Regions from separate parts of the Rattus norvegicus genome. Here region 1 is linked to region 2. Evidence: chromatin contacts called from public Hi-C data. All regions are on one chromosome and are shown on one strand. The core of a region is the stretch at or near the end of the contact, and the rest is flanking DNA. Distances in the headings are between cores, read along the strand shown. Region 1 overlaps Atp2a2 (ATPase sarcoplasmic/endoplasmic reticulum Ca2+ transporting 2). Region 2 has its middle 9.1 kb from the start of Ift81.

What was found. A called contact is a pair of places that touch in the nucleus more often than the background predicts.
Region 1: a Hi-C map of the A7r5 cell line shows a contact between it and region 2, with 4 times the contacts expected there. The contact joins two enhancer-like sites. A contact is called at or near these places in 3 of 12 Hi-C or Micro-C datasets (the A7r5 cell line, the Rat2 cell line and mammary epithelial cells).

Annotation. Positions count from the first base shown.
Region 1 is chr12:39,751,421-39,757,547 of GRCr8, forward strand. All of the region lies in intron 5 of Atp2a2 (ATPase sarcoplasmic/endoplasmic reticulum Ca2+ transporting 2), which reads left to right. Among named protein-coding and RNA genes, the nearest start is that of Atp2a2, 21 kb to the left of the region's middle. Within about 2 kb of position 1,346, at least 2 of the 93 cell types and tissues checked have an H3K27ac peak or open chromatin away from gene starts, as enhancers often do. A contact at or near this core is called in the A7r5 cell line, where this site is marked.
Region 2 is chr12:39,606,849-39,612,111 of GRCr8, forward strand. No RefSeq gene overlaps it. Among named protein-coding and RNA genes, the nearest start is that of Ift81, 9.1 kb to the right of the region's middle. Within about 2 kb of position 3,968, at least 35 of the 93 cell types and tissues checked have an H3K27ac peak or open chromatin away from gene starts, as enhancers often do. A contact at or near this core is called in the A7r5 cell line, where this site is marked.

The DNA.
Region 1 (6,127 bases), core at 96-2,595, 140 kb after region 2:
AGCAAAGGACCCCACACCAAGTTGGCTACACTAGTTGAGGTGAGCTCTAGGTTCAACATGGGATTCACTCAGTAAATAAAATGGGGAATGGTTGAGGATGACATCTGATGTGAACCTCAGACTTCCACATACATATCTGTCCTGTCCCCTTATTTATTTATTTATTCATTTATTCATTTACTTATTTATTGTGGTAAAGATTTATTTATTGTATATGAGTACACGGTAGCTGTCTTCCTCAGACACACCAGAAGAGGGCATCGGATCCCATCACAGATGGTTGTGAGCCATCATGTGGCTGCTGGGATTTGAACTTAGGACCTGTGGAAGAGCAGTCAGTGCTCTAACCACTGAGCCATCTCTCCAGCCCCCCAAATTTTTTTAAAAGTCAAACTTATATTTTAAAAAAAGGGCAAGAAAAACAACCTAGTAAAGTGTGAAGCGTGTTTGTTTTCCTTCAGCTTTCCCTCTGTGAAGTTGTTTCACAGTGAGGATGTAGAGAACAGAGCTGCCTAGAGATAATAAAGGTCAGGGCATCTAGACTCAGGCAGTAACACTGGAAATAATAACTGGGTTGTTTGTACAAATAAAGTCGTAAATTCTTCATGTTAGCATGTATGTTAAGCAAAGCAAGGACTGGAGTTGAGCTCAGCTCAGGTCATACTCTTGAAAAGACCCTCAGTTAAGTCCTGGCACCCAGTTTGGGAACCTCACAATTGCCTGTAACTCAGCTCCAGGAAGATCCCACGCCTCTGGCCTCCTCAGTATCCTGCACACAGCACACACATGCGCATAGATAAAAATAAAGCTTAAGAAAAAAGAAGAGCCATGACTCCCAGTTGGAGCACTGGCTGCTCCTGCAGAAGACTCATTCCTTTCCCAACACCCATTTGATGGCTCAGAAAAAAGTAACTCGGTTCAAGAGTCTCTGGCACCCAGGTCCAGGGCATCCAACATGTCTTGGCCTCTGCAGACAACAGACACACATGAGATAAATGCAAGTCTCTTTTGATGGGGCAAAATACTCTTTTTTTTTTTTTTTAATTTTTTTTTTTTTAACTTTTCTATTTTTCGGAGCTGGGGACCCAACCCAGGGCCTTGCGCTTGCTAGGCAAGCGCTCTACCACTGAGCTAAACCCCCAACCCGCAAAATACTTTTTAAAAGTAAGTGTAGATATATTAAGCAGAGTCTTTGAGGTCAAAACCCTTTAACATTGGGAGGACAGGTCATAAGACTGAGAGATGAAGCACTAAGGGAGGTTCCCCCGCCCCCAACCCCTCAGACCGGGACAGACCAGTTGATCTTGAAGCTTGACCTGATTACATGGGGCTGGCATTTCCTGATTTCCCGTAGTTACACCCCCACTGCATGACTCAGTAGTACTCACAGTGTCACTTTCCCATTCTTGACACTGAGGTTAAGATGGGGGGGTTAAAACCGTGGGAAGCAAAGGCTTACCTTTCCTGAGGTACTGAGACTTGAAAAATACGGTGTTTTAGCTTTGCTTGTGTTAGAACATTTAGAGGATTGGGATTTGGAGAAAGTGGCTGGGACATGAGAATAGAATGTGATTTCTGCTTCCATGAACTAATGCGCCCTCCAGAAGTAAACGATGCGGCTCATAGCTCAGCATTTCAGGGTTTTCTGAATGTGCGCTAGAACTCTGCCTGCTGACTGAACTACATATCCAGCCCGTCCTCTCTTCATTTTCAGACCTCGTCTCACTCAGGTGTCCGTGCCCACCTCAGCCTCCTGAGTTAGTGTTAATACCAACCTGTACCACTAGGCTGAGCTTCTGAAGTCTCTTACCTGTCTGTTTTCTCCATCAGTAAACACTTTATTTAGCTTCCTCTAGGTGCCAGGTGTGGTGAGCCAGCAAAACGTCATGTCTAGTAAGAAGCTATTGGAATTTTTTTTTTTTTTTCCTTTTTTTCGGAGCTGAGGACCGAACCCAGGGCCTTGCACTTGCTAGGCAAGCGCTCTACCGCTGAGCTAAATCCCCAACCCTTTTGGAATATTTTTATAAAGACATTTCATATTTGTGTTTTAAAAGAAAACCCCCCCCCCCGGGCTGGAGAGATGGCTCAGCGGTTAAGAGCACCCGACTGCTCTTCCATAGGTCATGAGTTCAATTCCCAGCAACCACATGGTGGCTCACAACCATCTGTAAAGAGATCCGATGCCCTCTTCTGGTGTATCTGAAGACAGCTACAGTGTACTTATATATAATAAATAAATAAATAAATCTTTAAAAAAAAAAAAAAAAAAAGAAACCCCCCCCAAAGCTACCATGGGAACAGATTCATAGTGCTGTGATGCTTTGTAATGTTTCTCCCTTGTTCATGCTGAGACCTATGACAGCTTAAGGAAATGGGGCTTTCAAAAGTAAAGAATGCCATTTTTTTCTATATAACCAGAAAAATTTAAGAAATATAAATTAGCATTCAGGAGACAGAAGCAGGCAGATCTCATGAGTTTGAGGCCAGCCTGATTTACAGAGCAGATTTTAGGGTAGCCAAGGCTACACAGTGAAACCCTGTCTCAAAAAACAACAGAAAAAATTTATTACAACTTGTTTCAAGAGCCATTTCATTCATAAGACAGCTTCTGATCTTACTTTTTGAAAGGGCTTCTTAAAGTTATATATGTATATATTTTAGTGTACATAAAATTGATTAATAAAAGTTTGCTTGCTAGTAAGTTAGCTCTTTTGATAAAAGTTCCTGTGCTAAGCCTGACAACCTAGTTGGATTTCTGGGGCGTGGTAGAAAGAGAGAACTGATTTCTGTACGTTGTCATTTGACTTCTACTTAAAGACTGGTACGGCATACAACTAAATAATAAAAATGTAATTAAAATTTAAAAAAAATTTGTTTAGGGTTGGGGATTTAGCTCAGTGGTAGAGCGCTTGCCTAGCAAGCGCAAGGCCCTGGGTTCAGTCCCCAGCTCCAAAAAAAAGAAAAGAAAAAAAATTTTTTGAGACAGGGTTACTTGGTGGAGCCCTGGCTGTCCTGTAACTCACTCTGTAGACCAGGCTAGCCTCAAACTCAGTTCCTCTACCTTCCAAGTGCTTGGGACTATAGGCATGCACCACACACCCAGCTAAAATAAGAATACTTTTTATTCACCTACATACGTGTATGTTTAAACTATTTTCCTTGTGTGTATCATTTATGTTTAGGTAGAAAAAGATGTTTACACATCCTTAATGCTCCTTGTAGGGCAAAGAAAACTTCCATTCCTTTGTAAATTATGCAAAATAATAATTTTTTAAAACTTACTCTTAACTGTATTCTTGGTTGCCTAACCTTTAAATTGTATTTTTGTTCAGAGTGAAAATCAGTATTGTTATGGAAAGGAAAGGGCTAAGAACTTAAGGAGCCAAGAATTACATGTGAGCAGTGTCAGGTGTTAGCAAATGGAAGGAGGTTTATAACAGATACTCTCATTCTTCCTGCCTCAATCCAAAGAGGAAAAAAAATGTGGAGGAAAAAATTGCAGAGCACTCCCTTGGCAAGAATAAGAACTTTCCACTACCGAGTGCCCTCAGGCACTGACAAGCCCATTAGGGAACATTACTGGATGTGATCAGCAGTGTTGCCTTGCCTGCTTCCCAGGCACAGCCGTCTGAAACTCACAGAAGCCTGTGCTGTAAAGGAAATTGATATATTTTTTTCCTTTATAAAAGCCCCCCCCCCCCCACTGGAGCTGGGGACCGAACCCAGAGCCTTGCGCTTGCTAGACAAGCACTTTATCACTGAGCTAAATCCCCAACCCCTATTTTTTTCCCTTTAAAAAAATATGAGGGGCTGGGGATTTAGCTCAGTGGTAGAGCGCTTACCTAGGAAGCACAAGGCCCTGGGTTCGGTTCCCAGCTCCGAAAAAAAGAACCAAAAAAAAATATATATATATATATGAGACAGGTCCTACTTTCATAGATTTTTTTTTTTTTTATTTTAAACTCCTTAGTAGATCTGTTTCCAGATGTGCCAACCAGATTGACCCTTAGCAGAAGATGTGAAGTAGTCATAGCAAGTTAGAGAAGTCTCTCATTCATTGAGCTTCCTGAGGTAAAACTCTATTTACTTCCTGGCCTTGGTGAAACAAGGTCATGGGTTGGCCAAGTTGATGCAAAAAAATGCTAGCACATGGTACGTTATGACAACTAACCTGGGCATACTTCTTCATGCCTGTCCACAAAGACGGTCTAGTAATGTGAACAGCATAATCCTACAACTTTTTTTTTTTTTTTTTTTTTTTTTTTTTTTTTGGTTCTTTTTTTCGGAGCTGGGGACTGAACCCAGGGCCTTGCGCTTCCTAGGTAAGCGCTCTACCACTGAGCTAAATCCCCAGCCCCAATCCTACAACTTTAAGATGCCACTTTCTAAGTGCTAAGCAGTTGGGCTTCCCCTCTGGAAGCCAGTATTTCTGGTGTGCAAGAGAATGGAATGGAGACAGTTCTAAACAAGCTCTTCAGAATCTGAACCTGTGGTTACGAGTATTTTCCCCACACTAGCTTTGTTTTTTAAATGTATTTCTGTGTGTGGGTGTGGTGTGGTGTATGTGCACACCAGAACGGTTAGAGAACAAGTTAGGAAGAGTTCATTGTCTCCTATAGGCATGGTTCTGGGGATTAGACTTCCAGTTGTCAGGCTTGCTGGCGGTCGATTTTACCTGCTGAGTCATCTTGCTAACCCTCCTTGTATTAAATTTTTTTTTTCTTTTTTTTTTTTCGGAGCTGGGGACCGAACCCAGGGCCTTGCGCTTGCTAGGCAAGTGCTCTACCGCTGAGCTAAATCCCCAACCCCTAATTTTAACACTTGATCTTAGCATGTGAGTCAGCAGAGGGAAATGGTCAAATAGATTCAGTCAGCCCTGTCGGCCTGAGACTCACTGTCTATGTGAATCAGACTAGACTGCCGTTTGACCTCGTGGAGATCACCTGCCTCCCAAGAGTTGAGAGTCAAGGCCTGGCATCAGGTGTTGCCTGTTCATGAGTCTGATATACTTTTTTTCAAGATTTATTTTTATTTATATGAGTACACTACAGCTGTCTTCAGACACATCAGATCCCATTACAGATGGTTGTGAGCCACCATGTGGTTGCTGGGAATTGAACTCAGGACCTCTGGAAGAGCAGTCAGTGCTCTTAACCGCTGAGCCATCTCTCCAGCCCTGCTGGTGTACATTTTCATTTTGTCTTTTAAACTGTTAACCGAAGTTCTGTTTAGATCCAGTCACTGTCTCGGTGATCCAACACAATTGGAGTAAGAACAGTACTCCTTCCTTCCGAGTATGATGGTGCATGCTTAATTTCAGCGTGGCCCATGGAGAGTCTGGAAGATCTTTGTGCTTCAAAGTCTGCTCGGTCTACCCAGTGACACCTAGGACAGCTATGGCCCATGGAGACCTTGTCTCAAAAAACAATGCTCGTAGGAAGTAAGGAGACAGAAAACAGCACCTCCTATTCTTTAGAATCTGGAATTCAAAGGATTTTGGAATAAAGAAAATCCCTCACCAAATACAGGGGTCATAAAACAGGCACATGGCTTCAGAAAATCTGCCACCTGTGGGATTCTAGAAAGAAGCCAGTCCTTATCATACAAACCCTCTGGAGTTTGGGGGTCCCAAACCAGCCAACCTGACTTAGCACCTAGTCAGCAGCTTACAAAGAAAGCAAGCAGTTTCTTGACTTGGTGAGGTCAGCTCCCACAGTCACCATGACAAAAAACAATTCTCTCTAGGTGTGGTGGTCAAGCACACCTTTCATTCCAGCAGTTGGCAGACAGAAGAAGGTAAATCTCTGAGTTTGAGGCCATCCCGGACTACACAGACAGACCACGTCTCAGAGGAGAGAGAGGAAGTAGGGGGAGGGAGAGGGACAGAATAGAATAAATACAACACCTATAGGGCTGGAGAGATGGCTCAGTGGTTAAGAGCACTGACTGCTCTTCCAGAGGTCCTGAGTTCAATTCCCAGCAACTGCATGGTGGCTCACAGCCATTTGTAATGGGATTCAGTGACCTCTTCTGGTGTGTCTGGTTTGTTTTAGCTCTAGGTAGTTACTTCAGTGTTAGATTGAGCCAAAGTCATTTCCTGTGTATTATGGGCAACTTACTTTTCTTT
Region 2 (5,263 bases), core at 2,718-5,217:
GAACCAAGTCCCGGTCTTGGTCGTCTCCCATTACCGGTGCCTGGGCTGTTTATACCAGGCTTTAACTTCCTTTACGCTGTGGCCGCTTGTCTCTTATGGTGGAAAATTTTGGCAAGGAAGGAAAAACCACAGAACTGATTGCTCACGACCCTACCATTCAGAGATGGCTGCTGTGCTACTGACAGTCCCCGCTCCCTAACCCACCCACCCCTGCCCCCAACCTCAACCGTTTTCTAGAGATTGAGGTTTAGGCGCCTTTCTTCTGGTCTTCCCATTCAGCTCCAGCGCTGTATTATGTGGTTCAAATTCTCTGTGTACCAGTTTCAAGGAGACCCAGGGAGGTTGAATCCAGGAGGCTCAACATGGATGCAAAAGTCCATTTGAAAGAAGAAAAAGCATTTAAGGGTGACCTTCCCCAAAAAGAGGGCTTGCCTCAGGAGCACTGTAAGTAGCAAACATTTTTCTGTTTTAATAAGAGAACAGCTCATCCAGCATTCAGTCCCTTTCCTGATAACATCAGTCAACCGTCCTTGAGAGGAGTTATTGTTAATCCTTTGTCCATTCCTCTAGTTCTGGCCTGTTCCCCGATTTCTGGTGATAGGCTCCCAGAAGGTGGCCACATGACTACATCAGGCCAATCAGGACCAAGGAGGTTCAATTTTGTTTGTTCAGACGGTCTGCAAGCGGCAGTCCTGTTGGATTTGAAGCTAAACAGGATTTGAGAGCTGTCAATTATCTTGCCATTATGAATATATTGGTTGCTTATCTATAGGGCCAAGGGGATGGAGATGTGTCTCAGGAGCTCAGGCGCTCAGGAGCTCAGGAGCTCAGGAGCGCAAGGCCCTGCCTCATTAGGGTTAAGGTAAGGGTAAGGGTTAGGGTTAGGGTTAGGCTTAGGGTTAGGGTTAGGGTTAGGGTTAGGGTTAGGGTTAGGGTTTGGTTAGGGTTGGGTTGGGTTAGGGTTAGGGTTAGGGTTCTGGGTTGTTCCCTTGCACAGAATCAACCCAGTGTGGTGTGGATGCCTGTAATGGCTTCACTTGGAAAGTACACACAGGGATATCAGAAGTTCAAAGTTGGGGCTGGAGAGATGGCTCAGTGGTTTAGTGCACTGATGCTCTTCCAGAGGTTCTGAGTTCAATTCCCAGCAACCACATGATGCCTCACAATCATCTAAATGGGATCTGATGTCCTCTTCTGGTGTGTCTGAAGACAGTGTACTGATATAAATAAAATAAATCTTTTTTTAAAAAAAGTTCAAAGTTGTACTCAGCTACGCAGCAAATCAAATTGTCATTTATTCTATGTGAGTTTGTGTTTTTGAGATAGGGTTTGTTGGTGTAGCTCATATGGTATTGAACTCATGGTCCTCTTGCTTCAGCCTGGTGACTACCGGGAATTCAAGCGTATAACCCATCACTACTCTGTTGCCTATCTTTGCATACACAAGTTTTAGTTAATTTCTTTCCTGTGGGATGTCAGAGCAGCTCAGCGGATAGGAGTGCTTGCTACACAAGCCTGTAAGACCTGAGAGAGTTCCGTCTCCCAAAACTCACAGTGGAAAGACAGAGCCAGCTTCTAAAGGATAGCCCCTGGCCACACATGTATGTTTAGCATGTGTGCTCCTGCACTCAAACACATCAGACACACAATAATTATAAGCGAACTAAACACTTCTGTCTTGTGCAGCAAAAGCTCGAATCCATTTTGTTGCTAAAAGTAAAGGGTAGGGGGGAGTATCAGGACTAAGTCAGAAGGGGCTGGCTGTTCCGCGGGCCAACCAGCTGTGCGAGCACCAGTTCTGCTCCTCCCTCCAGGTTCAATGCTGGGAATTAGGGGAAATAACCCATACCTTTGGGGGGAGGGGTGGAAGGAGTGACTGACTCTTTGTAGCTGACAGCGCCTCATGGATGTGATGAGAAATATAAATGTAAAAAAAAAAATTCTTCTGAAATGTCAGGGATAATTTTAGAGATCCCAGAAGGGCGGCAAATCGGAAAGTAAACACAAGCACTGCAGGAGCTAACAGGCCACGGGAAGAAGTGAGGTGACCGTAGGGATAAGAAAGCTCCCCAACTTCCTATTGGTTCCTTTTTGATCTCCTTCCCTTACAGTGAATGTAACCACTGGGCCATGCTTTGTGACTGCTAACTCCTGTCTCCTCCTGGGATTCTGATTCTGAGAGCGCTGTCACCTCCAAGTTCTTGCTAAAGCCACCCTTTCACTCTCCTGGGGACCAACCTGTGCAGCCCTTCTGCTGCCAGAACTGTGATTCCTGGTACCTGTGTACCCCTAGCAGGAGGCCAAATGCCTTTGGTAAACTGATGGCAGGCAGAGGCTCCACCCACCCTCTCCTTGCCCCGCCTACTATCCCTTCCTTCTTGGTTTCAGGTGTTTGAACACTCTTAGTCCCTAAGCTGGAACTGCCATTTTAGAAGGCTGTAGAAAATCTAGGCGGTGGGGCGTGGCTTGAGGAAGTGCGTCACTGGAGGCGGGGCCTTGAGATTTGATAGGAAGATCCTTCTTCCTATCCAATCTCTTCCTGTTTGCAGGTGCAGTGTCACCAGTTGCCTCACCAAAATAAACTCTTCCTCCCTTAAGTTACTTCTTGTCACGTACTTTGGTCATGGCGACAAGAAAAGAAAGAATATGAACTTCTGACCCTTCACAGCTCCCTTCCGGGTTCGTTCCTTCCTTGCTTCTTAGAGGATCCAAATGGCCAGAGCCCCTCTCTTCGAGGAGTTGAGCTCAGGGAGGGTTTCAGTCATCCAAACTCATGACCGTCCGTTCCTCAAGAGACAGAGTTCTACTCTGTAGTGATTAGGATCACAGGTTTAGGATCAGGGTATGAAGGCTACTCGCGATCACGTGACCCTTAGGAGCCTCTTCGCTCACTCTGCACCTCCTCTTCCCCAGCTCCTCAATCAGTGATTCTCAGCCGGGGACAGGGCTTGGCATCTCCTGTCCCCAAGACATTTGCCGTCAGATGGAGATAACTCTTCGTCATGATGGGTCCAAAAAGAAGCGTGGAGGAGAGGTCCGAGATAACCGCTGAACATCCAACAGTAACGAAAGAGCCCTCCGCAACAGGCAAGCCAGCCTCAATGTCTACCATGGCCAGGTTGAAACGCCCTGTGTTAAACGGAGATATTCCTGGGGGGTACTGGAAGAGCTGTCTTCAGAACCGACGGATTGTCATTCTGCCTCCTTTCAACTTCCCGAGTCCACCATGGTAGCGGCCGACGATGCTCAACCAATGTTCTGCATCAGTAATGAACACAGGCAGAGTTAAGCAAATATTTTTTTTAAAAGATTTATTTATTTATTATATATGAGTACACTGTTGCTGTTTTCAGATACACCAGAAGAGGGCATCAGATCTCATTACAGATGGTTGTGAGCCACCATGTGGTTGCTGGGATTTGAACTCAGGACCTCTGGAAGAGCAGTCAGTGCTCTTAACCACTGAGCCGTCTCTCCAGCCCCAAGCAAATATTTTTAATTGTTGAAATATCTGTCAAGTCTTTCCAGCCCCTGGATCAACCAACACCTAGAAATAAGAGAGTCTCAGTATTTGTTGAGTGGCTGGGTTTTTGTTGTTGTTGTTTGTTTTTTAATTTTATTACCCACTAATGTATGTGCTTTGGGAGAATTACTGGAAACTCATAAGAGACAAGCCTGGTCTCTTTTCTCCTTGTGTTCTGCGACAAGGTATATGGTTCACCAAAGAAACGACTTCAAAACGCCGAGACCTCTGTCAGCCAGCCATGGGGGGTGGGGGCCAGAAACCAAGTTGTGGAGAGTTTTGGATGAAGGTCTTGCTCCGTTTAGGCAAAAAAAAAAAAAAAAAGGAAAGCCAGGCCAGCTTTGTGCAGCCTCGCTGTGAAACGAGAGCTGTTTTCTGGGCCCAGAACCTGCTCTGTCCCATGTTTAATTTCTTCCAGCTGTCTGGTATCTGACCTCTGCCGCCCTCTAAGCCATTGCCACATATTGTCTGCCTATGTTCCCATATAAGGCCATCTAGCTCTCTCCCTCCCTCTTGTCCTCTCCCTCTCTCTCTCTCTCTCTTTCTCTTTCTCAGGGTTGGCCAGCAACACTGCTAGCCCAGCCTCCCCCTTCCCCCACTCCCTGGCAGCCTCTGCTGCCTGGATGGAGGGCTGAGAGCGGGAAGGGGCAGGGGGCTGCCAAGGAATGCGGCAGGTTTATTTTTACTCAAGCTGAATTCTTTGCCTGGCCCGCAGGCCTCAGCCACTCGGGGATGTCACATGCCGATAAAGTAGCAGGGTGACTGAGATCTGTGGCTCAAATCTACAACACCCCAGGTGTGAGCCACCATCATCCTGGAGTTGGGGTGGAGGGGAGGGAACGGGCAGGGACACCGAGGTCATGGGATTCACTGGTTCCCATTGCTCTGGGGCCTGTTCCCAGAAGGCAAGTTTGGTCTTTCTGAGAAGCAAGGTTAGGGCCTGAGATCTGTAACCACCAAGGCCTCACTCTGGGCAAAACTCAACACCTGCTGGGATGTGGGGTGAAGCTAGGTCTCTGAGTGAACTGAGTGGCCTTGCGACCCTTGGAGACCTCGCTCTTGTTTTCTTCTCGATCAAAATAGCAACGGTACATCTGTTTGATGCTATTATGTTGTGCTAAGGAAAGCACGCTCTACCCAGCAGGACTTCTGGTCTGTCTTGTTCTGTATTTTTTGTGGCAGTGGCACTTGTGTTAGTCATGCCTGGCACACAGTAGGCAGGCAAATGTGTACAAGGCAACGCCATGAAACAACGTTTTTGTTTAGTGGCACCCAAGAAATATTAACTGATTTGACCGTAGCCCATTTTTGTGTCCCTGGGCATCTGCCAGATACCAGTTAAGTGCCAGGTCATTTTAGGTCCTGAACAATGTAAGAGTGAACAAGGCAGAGAGGGCTGGAAGGAGGCTCAGTGGTTAGAATGCTCGCTTGCTCAATATGTGTCCTTTGGGATGGGTTCTTCCCCTCAGCACAGCGTCCTCCCGGTTCATCCATGGTGCAGCCTGTACCAGTACTCCGTGGGTGTGTGTTCGTATACACAGGTGTGTGCAGGTGCATCTGTGTGCCCAGACTGATGGAAGCCAGAGATCAGTGTCCACTGTCTCTTTCTTTCTGTTTTCAGGCTTACTCTGTGTAGCCCTGGCTGTCCTGGAACTCACTCTGCAAGACAAGGCTGGCCTCGAACTCACAGTGATCCTCCTGACTCTGCCTCCCAAGTGCTGCATTAAAGGCAGATGCCAC